Linked DNA regions of Danio rerio: all the other regions are linked to region 2. Evidence: chromatin contacts called from public HiCAR-type and Micro-C data. All regions are on one chromosome and are shown on one strand. The core of a region is the stretch at or near the end of the contact, and the rest is flanking DNA. Distances in the headings are between cores, read along the strand shown. Region 1 overlaps adamts7 (a disintegrin-like and metallopeptidase (reprolysin type) with thrombospondin type 1 motif, 7). Region 2 holds the start of enosf1 (enolase superfamily member 1). Region 3 holds the start of myo9aa (myosin IXAa).

Evidence for each region. A called contact is a pair of places that touch in the nucleus more often than the background predicts. HiCAR-type assays count read pairs that join an accessible place to other places.
Region 1: a Micro-C map of caudal fin shows a contact between it and region 2, with 5 times the contacts expected there. The contact joins the enhancer-like site here to the promoter of enosf1 in region 2. A contact is called at or near these places in 2 of 18 Hi-C or Micro-C datasets (caudal fin and hematopoietic stem cells) and 1 of 4 datasets of contacts at active chromatin or transcription factors (caudal fin).
Region 3: a HiCAR-type map of caudal fin shows a contact between it and region 2, with 5 times the contacts expected there. The contact joins the promoter of myo9aa here to the promoter of enosf1 in region 2. A contact is called at or near these places in 2 of 18 Hi-C or Micro-C datasets (hematopoietic stem cells and an unstated tissue) and 1 of 4 datasets of contacts at active chromatin or transcription factors (caudal fin).

What each region holds. Positions count from the first base shown.
Region 1 is chr7:57,804,364-57,808,071 of GRCz12tu, reverse strand. All of the region lies in intron 23 of adamts7 (a disintegrin-like and metallopeptidase (reprolysin type) with thrombospondin type 1 motif, 7), which reads left to right. Among named protein-coding and RNA genes, the nearest start is that of senp8, 19 kb to the left of the region's middle. Within about 2 kb of position 1,596, at least 2 of the 62 cell types and tissues checked have an H3K27ac peak or open chromatin away from gene starts, as enhancers often do. A contact at or near this core is called in caudal fin, where this site is marked.
Region 2 is chr7:58,098,915-58,102,560 of GRCz12tu, reverse strand. enosf1 (enolase superfamily member 1) reads right to left here and starts at 2,262. Exons shown (of 15, transcript NM_001076742.2): 1 at 2,104-2,262; 2 at 1,883-1,988. The coding sequence starts at 2,187. The region is part of intron 23 of adamts7 (a disintegrin-like and metallopeptidase (reprolysin type) with thrombospondin type 1 motif, 7); the gene reads left to right.
Region 3 is chr7:57,823,448-57,827,356 of GRCz12tu, reverse strand. It overlaps myo9aa (myosin IXAa), which reads right to left and starts at 1,853. Exons shown (of 43, transcript NM_001423815.1): 1 at 1,523-1,853. All of the region lies in intron 23 of adamts7 (a disintegrin-like and metallopeptidase (reprolysin type) with thrombospondin type 1 motif, 7), which reads left to right. It overlaps senp8 (SUMO peptidase family member, NEDD8 specific), which reads left to right and starts at 2,033. Exons shown (of 2, transcript NM_001077165.1): 1 at 2,033-2,126.

The sequences.
Region 1 (3,708 bases), core at 347-2,846, 290 kb after region 2:
GGGACACCGGCCCTCGCGGCCAAAAAACGGACCGGCCCACAGGGAATTCTCCCGGTCCTCCCGATTAGCCAATCCGGGTCTGGCCTGCATTATTTAGCAGTTGTTAACTTGGAATAACATGCCTTGGGATGTCACGATTGAATCAATCAGAAGCGAGTATTCCAGACAGCCTATAATGATATAGAATAATAATTATCATTTAGAAAACTGAAATCTGCAATGGCAGTTCACACTAAAAGAAATTGGAATTTGCCGAGAAAATTGCTATTGTGTAATACAATAATAAATAACTATTACAAACCATATTCTGTTTGGGATTTTGACCAAGTGCATCTAGAATATTCCATTTCCGCCCGGAATTTTCCTTTCTGTGCATCCAGTCTAAAAATGCTGGGTTTTGACAATTCCATCATATTGTCCCAACACAAATCGATTAGGTTAACTTTAATGTTTTTACAAATTTAATAGATTGAACATAAAACAATCAAGTCTTTCCCTTTGCCTTCAGACACTAGCGCAGCACGGGGATCAGGGGACTGATCATTGCATGAAGATGACGATCACTGAAAGATGGAGATTCGGCTTTGGAGGATAAGAGGTTTAAGCACTTGGGGTGTACAGTAAAGAGTTAAGGGAATGCTTTATTTTCATTGCATGACAAAGCCACTAGACAGGTTTCTATAAGTAGCCAACTTCCTTTTAGGCAAATTCCAAGGGAGGGAAGAAAGTTATGTATTTATGAACAAGACGATGGGACATATAAAGGTTATTACAGGGTCTTTTTCCACATGAAAGCCCTCACTAAAACACATAAGCTAAGCTGGACTTTTACTGTGGGTCAAGTTTAGCAAGCTTGAAAACATGCCTAGGGCTGGTAGTTATTACAGCATTACAGGATGTGAAAGAATGTATATAGACTGTGTTTCTTTGGAAGCAAATGAAAACATGAAAAATAATGACAGAAATGATGTCTACCATGTACTTCTTAGGAATTCATTTTTATATCACTCTGTCAAGTCAGTAAACGAGAATCTGACCATTTAATATTTTTAATGTCACTATATTTAGGTCACTGAACCTTCGTAGTTTTGAGCCAAAAGTCCAGTTTTCTAAAGGTTTGTTACTGGAGATGTGCTGATATATCGACCAATAGTTTTTAGAACTTGTAATGAAGCAATGTTGAGTTTCTTTGCTGAACTTAATGGTTTATTGTGTTGAGTAGAATAGAGTATTATTTCCCAGAGATGGGTTGCAGCTGGAAGGGCATCTGATGCGACCCGTGATTAATAAAGGGACTAAGCCAACAAGAAAGTGATTAAATAAATAAATGAATAGAGTATTATTTATAAGAGAGAGAGGGAAAGAGAAACCAATCTCATTCATTCCTCAGAAAGGTCTTGCTCTTTTTCTACAAAAAAAAAAAGAAATAGTTTGAATTGATCCATGGTAAAAAGCAATACTTCTCATGGTATAAACATCTCATATATTTCTTGCATGTTTTTACTTGCATCTTGTTAAAGGTAAAAAAAAAAGGGTTTGTTCCCTGTCAACATAAGAAGCCTTTGGGAGTGACCACAAAGACAGCTCCTTGGCACCATCTAAAGGCAAAACAAGAACCTGCTCTGAAATCATTATCACTAACACATCTTATTTTTTGTTTAACAAGAATGAAACTCAAGACCGCTTTAGACTTAGTGGAGTATATGATTACATCTTATATGAACTTTCATTTTTGGGTAAACTATCCTTTTAATAGACACAGCGTAAACCATAAAACCTATTGTAATAAAACAGTGAAAGCCATTGGTTCAAAGGCAATAATAATAGATATAGCATTAATATTACTTCAAACTATGACAGCATTATTGCCTTCAGGTCCTGCTGTTTATATTTATCTATACAGTTGAAGTCAGAATTATTAGCCCCCTGTTTATTTTTTCCAATTTCTGTTTAGCGGAGAGAAGATTTTTTTCAACACATTTCTAAACATGATACTTTTAATAACTCATTTCTAATAAATGAATTCTTTTATCTTTGCCATGATGACAGTAAATAACATTTTACTAGTTATTTTTCAAAGCACTTCTATACAGCTCAAAGTGACATTTAAAGGCTTAACTAGGTTAATTAGGTTAACTAGGGAGGTTAGGGTAATTAGGCAAGTTATTGTATAATGATTGTTTGTTCTGCAGACTATCAAAAAAAATTAGCTTTAAGGGGCTAATAATTTTGTCCTTAAAATAGTGTTTAAAACATTCATAGCTGCTTTTATTCTAGCTGAAATTAAACAAATAAGACTCCAGAAGAAAAAAAAATGTTATCAGATATACTGTGATATATATATATATATATATATATATATATATATATATATATATATATATATATATATATATATATATATATATATATAATTTGATAAATGACATAATTTCTGTATAAATTGCTTAACATGACAAGTCAAGCAATTTATAAAGCAATACTGTCATTTATCGAGGAACTGTAGATTGCAGAAAAACTGGTTAGGGTAAATGGGTGATGCAGTGGTGCAGTAGGTGCTGTCGCCTCACAGCAAGAAGGTCACTGGTTCGAGCCTGGGCTGGGTCAGTTGGTGTTTCTGTGTGGAGTTCGCATGATCTCTTTGCATTCGTGTGGGCTTCCTTTGGGTGCTCAGGTTTCCACCACAGCCCAAAGACATGTGGTACAGTTGAATTGGGTGGGCTAAACTGTCTGTAGTGCATGTGTGTGAATGAGTGTGTATGGATGTTTCCCAGAGATGGGTTGCAACTGGAAGGGCATCCGCTGTGTGAAACATATGCTGGATAAGTTGGCTGTGGCGACCCCAGATTAATAAAGGGACCAAGCCGAAAAGAAAATGAATGAATGAATCCTTAAGGTAAGGCTGTTCACAATGTGAAGGTTTAACAGTCACTTAACCACCAAAAAAGAAAATTCTGCATGCCATTATTTACCCACCTTCAACTTGTTTTAAACCAGTTTGACTTTGAACACAAAAAGCAGATATTTTTAAGAATGTGGGAAACCTGTAACCATTGCCATCCATAATAGATCAATAAATACTATGGAAATCAATGGTTACAGGTTTCCAATATTTGTCAAAGTATCTTCTTTTGGATGAGTGTTTTTTACTTGAGGGTGAGTAAATGATGGCTTATAATTTTGGGGTAAACTATCCCTTTTGTTGACATCTTGTGTTCACATCTCCAAATTTAAAAAAAAATGTTTTTATACAAGCTCAGCCTTACCTAAAAACTCCTAAAACAATCTGTGCACAAGTGCGCATTAATATTTCTACATTTCTAGTGAATTTAGTCCTCTGCCATTACACTATCTGTGGGGAACCCTAAAGGTAGAATGTCTTACTGGGAGATGGGAACGTCTGCATTATATACCATTGATAGAAATCATAACAGCTAACTTAGATCATGTGAGGCATGGGCATTTTACAACCAATCACATTTAGATCCTTGTCTGTGTACTGTGAAGGTGACAGTGTTGGCACTAGCCTTTAGGCTTTTTCATATAAACGAAGCTTTGAGCCAGCTCCAAATGGGCAGGGCCAAGATTATATATCGCTGCAGCCAACAGACCTCCAAGTACACAAAGTGTGTTGGGTTAAGGTTAGAAGGGATAAAGCTGCGAGTATGTTGCCACAAGCCCTGTCTAAATGTGGACGTGTAGACATGT
Region 2 (3,646 bases), core at 1,013-3,512:
AAGTGTAAAGTCTGCATTAACAATAAAAATTATGAATGAATAAATGAACAAATGAATAATTGAAGGATTGCTTGACATTTCAAATTATACACACACACGCACGCACGCACGCACACACACGCACACACAAACAAAAGCCATTTAAAGCAAATGACTTTTCAAAAACCAAATAGCCCACATTTACAAAACCTGCATATTTATTTAGTAAAAAATAACATTAAAACAGCATAAATCTACCTCTTACAGTCAACAGTCTGACAGTTTTTATTTTATTTTATATGTTTTAATGGACCCAAGTGCACTGCAACCAAGTGGCACATCATCACAATGTAACAGTAGCAGTTAGTGGATAATGGATAATTTGAAACTAGTGAATAATCCCAACGACATGGGTAAGAGAGCGATGTATTTACATAATATATAAACGTGTTTTGTGAGTTTTCATTGTATAAATACACACACTCATACACACAAAAACAATATATTTGCATTATTAGATGAGTATAGATAAGTACCTTTTAGTAGATGTTAGTTATGCATATGTTTTTCTTTTTGTCTGTATGTCCAGTGTTGTGCTTATATTTATTATTATGGATCACCGTCGTCCTTCGAAACATGACATTTCGCTCCTCAGTATGTTCACACATGTAGTGGTATTACAATAAAGCTCAACTTGACATATATATGACAAGTACACTATTGGTCAAAAGTCTGGGGTGAGTAGGATTTTTAGATGTTTTAAAATAATCTTCTCCTGCTCACCAAGGCTGCATTTATTTGATCAAAATACAGTACACGTTGTAAAATGTTTTGCACTATAAAATAATAAAAAGTAGTTTATCATTTAATTTAATCATTTATTCCAGTGATTAAAAAAAAAATTCAGCTTCATTGCTTCAAGCTTCAATCACATGATCTTTTAAACATCACTCTAATATTAATAATAATAATTATTATTATTTTTAATGTAATAGTAATAAAAGCAATAATGACCGGAGTAATAATTTCATTTGAAACTACATACAACAAGTAGGCCTACACGGAATCTGTGCATGCAGAAATCTGCAGATTTCCACAGATTTTTTGCCCATGATTAGGTCTATTTATTTACATGTGTGCTCATTTATATTTCTTTAGCTGTTAAAATAATTTCAGTAATAATTTTGACTAATATGAAAATGTTAATTTGATTTAATTACAATACAGTTTGTGAAGTAATATAATCTGCATTTCAGAAAATGCATCATGAGAGACTTTGTATTATATGAGAGATATCTGTCTGACCCTGACAGTAGGTAATGATTAAATATTTGATAAATAAGTATTTGAAACACACATATACACGCACAAACACGCACACACACACAGACACACACACACACACACACACACACACACACACACACACACACAATGCTGTTTGACACTATACACAGCACCTATCGAGTCAGTGAAGACCACACACACCTTCATCGTAAAATGCATAGGTTTTTTTTTCTAGTGTAAATTCATGTTTTAAACATAAAGGCATGTTTGTAATATATGCATAACAAATATTGCATATGCAACATATGCAAATATTATATACACAGTAGGCCTACAAATAAATGAACTGTAGACTACAAATCTTTGTAAGATGTTGGATTAACAACACTAATAGTCAATTTTATGTAACATAATATGTTAACATAATATTAACAATTTTACAGCAGAGCTAATAATTTTAATAATAATTTCAACCAAGTATACATAACATTTTATTCCATCACCACCAATTTTCGCCACAAGGTGCCATACTTGAGTTGTTAATGTAATCATATGACATTGGACGGTTATCATGTGACATATTTGTATACTTGTTGGATAAGTGAAGATAACTCACCGATTTCCGTCCCTCTTCCCACAGTAAAAGTCAAGCCGTAACCCTTGAGTTCAGCTTTGTCCGTCTCCAGAACAACATACGCCACAGAATAATCTGGATCTGTGTGCTGCAAATCAATCATACTCAATTTACATGTTGTGGATTCTTTATTGATGGTGCATCGAGCAACTCTGAGATGACAGTTCAACAGCATGGAGAAGTGAATTAAGAAGGTGACCCACCATTGCATCGGATCCATGTTGTTCCAGTGACGTCGGGAATCTCACATCACGCACGGACACATTTATGATTTTGATCGCCAGCATTTTGTAAACTTCACCTACTGTACACTCGACTGTAATCCAATACTACTATACAACTCACACGCTCCGCCCAAAGACAGCTATGATTGGCTTATTGACAATGTATGCGAGCTGTAGAAACGTGATTGGCGTTTTTAGGATGACGTTAAAAGTGACAACAACATGATCATATGACCATTAAAAACATTTCTAGTTGGATTTAGCAAAATATGTTCTTGATAGGTCGAAGTTACATTGTTTTACAATAAGTCATATTTTTATTACAAAACAAATCCAAAAAAGATATTGAATGTATTGTTAATCTTTGTATTGTATTGGCAAAAGGTCACATACATAAACAAAAAGTTGCTAAGTCATCGCTTATATTAACAGCGATTAGTATTGATTTTGATCTCTTGAGTTCTTCTGTGAAACGGTTGATAAGCAAAAAAATGAAAGATATTTATAAAATATAACAAATGTTTCCCTGAGAATCTTTAAAATGAAAATGTGTAAACATGGTGTGCTATGCTTTGCTCATATTAAATTATTTATTTATGTTTTACAAACTAATAAAATTAATACATTTGTATTTGATAATATTTAATAATTTAATAAGTTAATATTTGTCATAACAATTATTATATTATCATTTTTGATGTTGTTTACATGTTTCTGTTAAATAAAAAAAATAAATAAAACAAGATCATTTAAAAACAAACTATCTGAAATAACTTTGATTTTGTGCAAAAATAAAAGGATTATTTATTTAAGTGTTTTTAAGCTGATCTGACAAGGATATAGTTTTAGTTTGTCAGATGCATTTCTATTTCATATATCCTGTAAAAATTCTCTCCACGTTTTAACGAGATATTGATGTTAATTGTTGCTTTGGTTAAAATATCTTCAAGGAAAAATATACTTCACAATTTTGATTTGCACTACAAAAGTTTTTTTTTTTTTTATTGACTTGTCAAAAATAAAGCTTAGACTATATGATTAATATGATCATTTTATTAGTTCAATATTCATAACTGCACACTTTCATTTAAAAAATATATTTTTTTATTACAGCATTGTAAAAAATGAAAATATCTATATAATTCTAAATAGTCAAAACAGAAAAGCTCTTAACTTGTGCACTGTATGTAACATTTTTGATAACTGATGAGTATTGGGCACACTTGTGAATACTTTATCATTTATTTTTATTATGTACTTATATACACAGCTGAAGTCAGAATTATTAGCCCCTTTATTTATTTTTTCCCCCAATTTCTGTTTAACGGAGAGAAGATTTTCCCCAACATATTTCTACACAATAGTTTTAATAACTCATCTCTAATAACTGAATTATTTTATCTTTGCCATGATGACAGTAAGTAATATTTGATTAGATATTTTTCAAGACATTTCTATAGAGCTTAAAGTGACATAAAAGGCAGGGTAGGGTAATTAGGCAAGTTATTGTATAACAATGATT
Region 3 (3,909 bases), core at 604-3,103, 270 kb after region 2:
CACTCTCACAAACAAACAGTAAACTTTCCTCTGTCGCTCCAAAACACCATAACAACACGAATATGTAATCCTAAAACGTATTTGCACACATGTAAAATATTTGGACTTCTTTTGAAAACAAACCATGTCGTGTTGTTGCTGCTGCTGCTGTTGATTTAAAAGCACAAGCACTCCCCAGGTGAAACAAAAGTATTTGTTTCCAATTCAAATGATCAACGTCAGCTATATTATATGTAGTAAAGACAAAAATCCCTCTGTGACTGTCAAATGCATTGAGGTGCAGTTGGTTTATATTCACACGTTTGGACATTCTCCTTAATAATATAATTTCAGAAAAGTGCTAATTCTATATAGTCATATCATAGTAGCAGCCAATGACTATCAAAGGACAACATTGTTCACAGTCAAATGAATAGTGCTAATGTTGTTTTGAAGTCATACTTGCATGTGACTTCAGACCAAATATATGTACCAAATATAGACCATTTCAATCTGGTCATGTCATTGGCCCTTAACTGTAACAATGGGCAATTTAAACATAACTTAATGTCAAAACGGCTATCATAAAATTATTTATCAAGATGTGGCTCTTTTTTGGATTGTCGTAAGCTATAGAAACTAAAGATGTAAAACAGGAAATTCTTTGGGACCATTGTTTTTGTTTACATCCCTCAAAATGGTTTATAAAGAACCATGGTAAACAATACAGGGAGCATGTCAAAAGTTGTCACTGAACGAATGTGCACATATAAAACCAACTTAACCTCAATGTCAAATGTTGCTAACGTGATGAACATTTCTGGCTACTCTGAGAACACCTAAAAGTGAACTTCACACATCCACTATTCAAATCACTGCAACATCAGATGAATAAAGGTCAAACAAACTGACTAAGACAAATTTATAAAACAAAAAAGCAGCAGTATCATTTGTTAACAGTAGCAACTTTGTATACTAGTCCACCAAATAAATGCAATGGCATCGATACACCCTTAAGTCCACAAATACTACTAGGACCACTGATTGTCCAAAAATAGACCAGTGAATGAAAGGGAAATGAAACATTGTGACAGGGTCCGGATGACTGTGCAGATTTGCCCCGTGATTACTGCAGTGCTGGGGTGAAGTAAGTCTTCAATAATACATGCACCATCATCATCATCATCATCCTCGTTGTCTCCACCCAGGACATCTGTCACACTTCAAAAGGGGTTTACTCAGCGGCTCTATAATGTCAGCTCAAAGTTATTCTAACATAAGTACACTCATATCACCCTTCGCCGGTTACCCTGGTGTCTACTGACACTGAAGCAAGAGAAATATCACAATTTGGTGATGCACGTATGCCACGAGTTAGCGCGCAAACGTCCCGACAAGCAGACATAAAGCAAGGGATGAAACTCTGATGTCTCGCTCGCTCCCACTGCTGCTGGGGAACTTCGATTCAACAGCGGGTCGGGTTAATGGGAACGATAAGTTCGCCGACAGCATAAGTGCAAAAACAACACAGAATAAACCTCACCTCTATGAGCTCAGTGTAAAAATCCAGTGTGCTGCGCTTCTCCTTTAAGGACAGATCAAATCCAGCGCAGCTCTAATATCCCAGAAAGGTCTCTCTCAGATTGTCCTTTGCAACTTTCCCGTGTCCAAACATGCGTGCCGTTGTGCCATTTTGATTAAAAGAAAACTACAGGCTTTTTCCCCATTGAAAATTCCTAACAGTGCGCCGTTTCTTTTCTCGTGGGAGTCGCTCGCTGAAACTCCTTTCTGTTTTTTCTGCTTAATCAGTGCTGCTTCTCATCAGCGTTCAAGCGCGCGCTGCGCGTACTCGCTGCGGCTCTTGGACTCGGCGGATGGGCGGGGTCAGCTGCGGCGATGGGCGGTGGCTGCCTTTCACAGAACAAATACGTAACTAGACGCGTCACGACAACAAGCCAATCAACGACGAGCTTGAGAAAGAGGCGTGTACGTCTGATCCGCCCCTTAAAGACTGTCGCAAAGGGTGTAAAAGCACGACATTTTCTGTCACAACATTTAAATGTTTACGGCAGCTGCCCTCATCGCGCCAGTGGTAGAGAAAGGTGGACGGTATGATAGTTTTATTTTGGTGCTGTTTCTTTTGCGAGGTAAGAAACGATGTTTACAGACTAGATTAACAGATAAAGAAGGTAGAGAACGAAAAATTATTTGCTTTGGAGTCGTTGTGTTAGTTTGGCCTGCACCAGTGTAGTGCATGGAAGACAACTTTAATGCTCGAGAACGGTTAAAATAATAGTGTAAATACTGTAACGTTAATAGGCTATTTTGAAGGGGTCTACTTATGTTACTAAAAAGTACAGGTCAGGGTGTAAGTGTTGTTCTTGAAATAATTACAAAACTAAAGTGATATGAGCTGGTGATAAATTACTGTTAGTAGAATGGGCAGATGAACTGATATGTCAACACATTGATGAATAGATTTTATAACATAGTATTAGCCACTAGAGTATGCATTTAAATCAATAAAATCTCTAAATTGTCTCCACAGTTTATGCAAATAACTTTGGCACATTTAATTGCAGATGCTTTTACACATTTTAAGTGCAGTTGAAGCCAGAATTATTAGCCCCCCTGTTTATTTTTTCCCCATCTTATGTTTAACGAAGAGAAAAAAATAACACCTTTCTGAACATAATAGTTTTAATAACTCATTTCTTATTACTGATTTATTTTATCTTTGCCATGATAACAGCACATAATATTTGATTAGATATTTTTCAAGACACTTCTATACAGATTAATGGGAAATTTTAAGGGTTAACTTGGTTAATTTGGGTTACCTAGGCAGGTTAGAGTAATCAGGCGAGTTATTTCTATAATGATGGTTTGTTCTGTAGACTGTATCAAAAAAATAGCTGAAAGGGGCTAATAATTTTGTCCTTAAAATGGTTTAAAAAAAAATAAAAACTGCTTTTATTCTAGCCGAAATAAAACAAATAAAAAAACATTATCAGACATACAGTGAAAAATTACTTGCTCTGTTAACATCATTTGGGTAAATATTCAAAAATACAAATAATAATAAAAAAATATATATATATATCAAATGGGGGTTAATAATGGGGTAAATCATTTTGACATCAGCTGCATACACCATGACAAGTATTCAATTATTTAAATTTTACTATAAATAACATATTTATTGTGTAATCAGTAGAATTAATAGTACAGCCATAACGGCAAATAGGTAGTTATGTAAGCATATAAATAAATAACTACACTGAAAATGGTGCTGTTTAGGAAAATACAAACCAAAGGGGTCCCACACTTTTTGAAAGTAAATGAATTTTACACGTATTTATTCAAGGCCTGACAAGTACCTAAAAACAAACATAGGTCATTAAAAGTGCTTGAATTAAATATGAAATAAAATTTGTTATGTAATTTAAACAATTTTACTGCTGTTAAAAACTGTTTAGAAAACTGAGAAATTCTTCATTTTAAAATCTTAAATTTAAGTCTAGTACAGTAACGCTGACAAATAATGTGCATTTTATTAATATTTCAGAAACTGCACTTGAGTATTACCTGCATTGAAATCAACAAATTTTATTCACGTTCTTAGAACATGTCTGTTTTTAAATGGTATTTTTTACTGTGACATTTTTAGGTGAAGTGAATTGTTAAGTACAGTAAGGACTTTCACACACTAAATAAGCTGGGGTGTAAATTACAAAGGAGCTTGATTTAAAGTTATGATGCTTTAAAAAGTCTTTGAATATGCTGTTTGTAAAAGTTACCTCAGATATTAGTTGCCACAGTGAGACAGTACTAATAAAAAATAAAATAAAGAAATATAAATTGTTGGGAAATAACAAATTTAATAAGTTAGTAAGATCAATACAGTCAGTGGTTGTGTCATTAGTATAT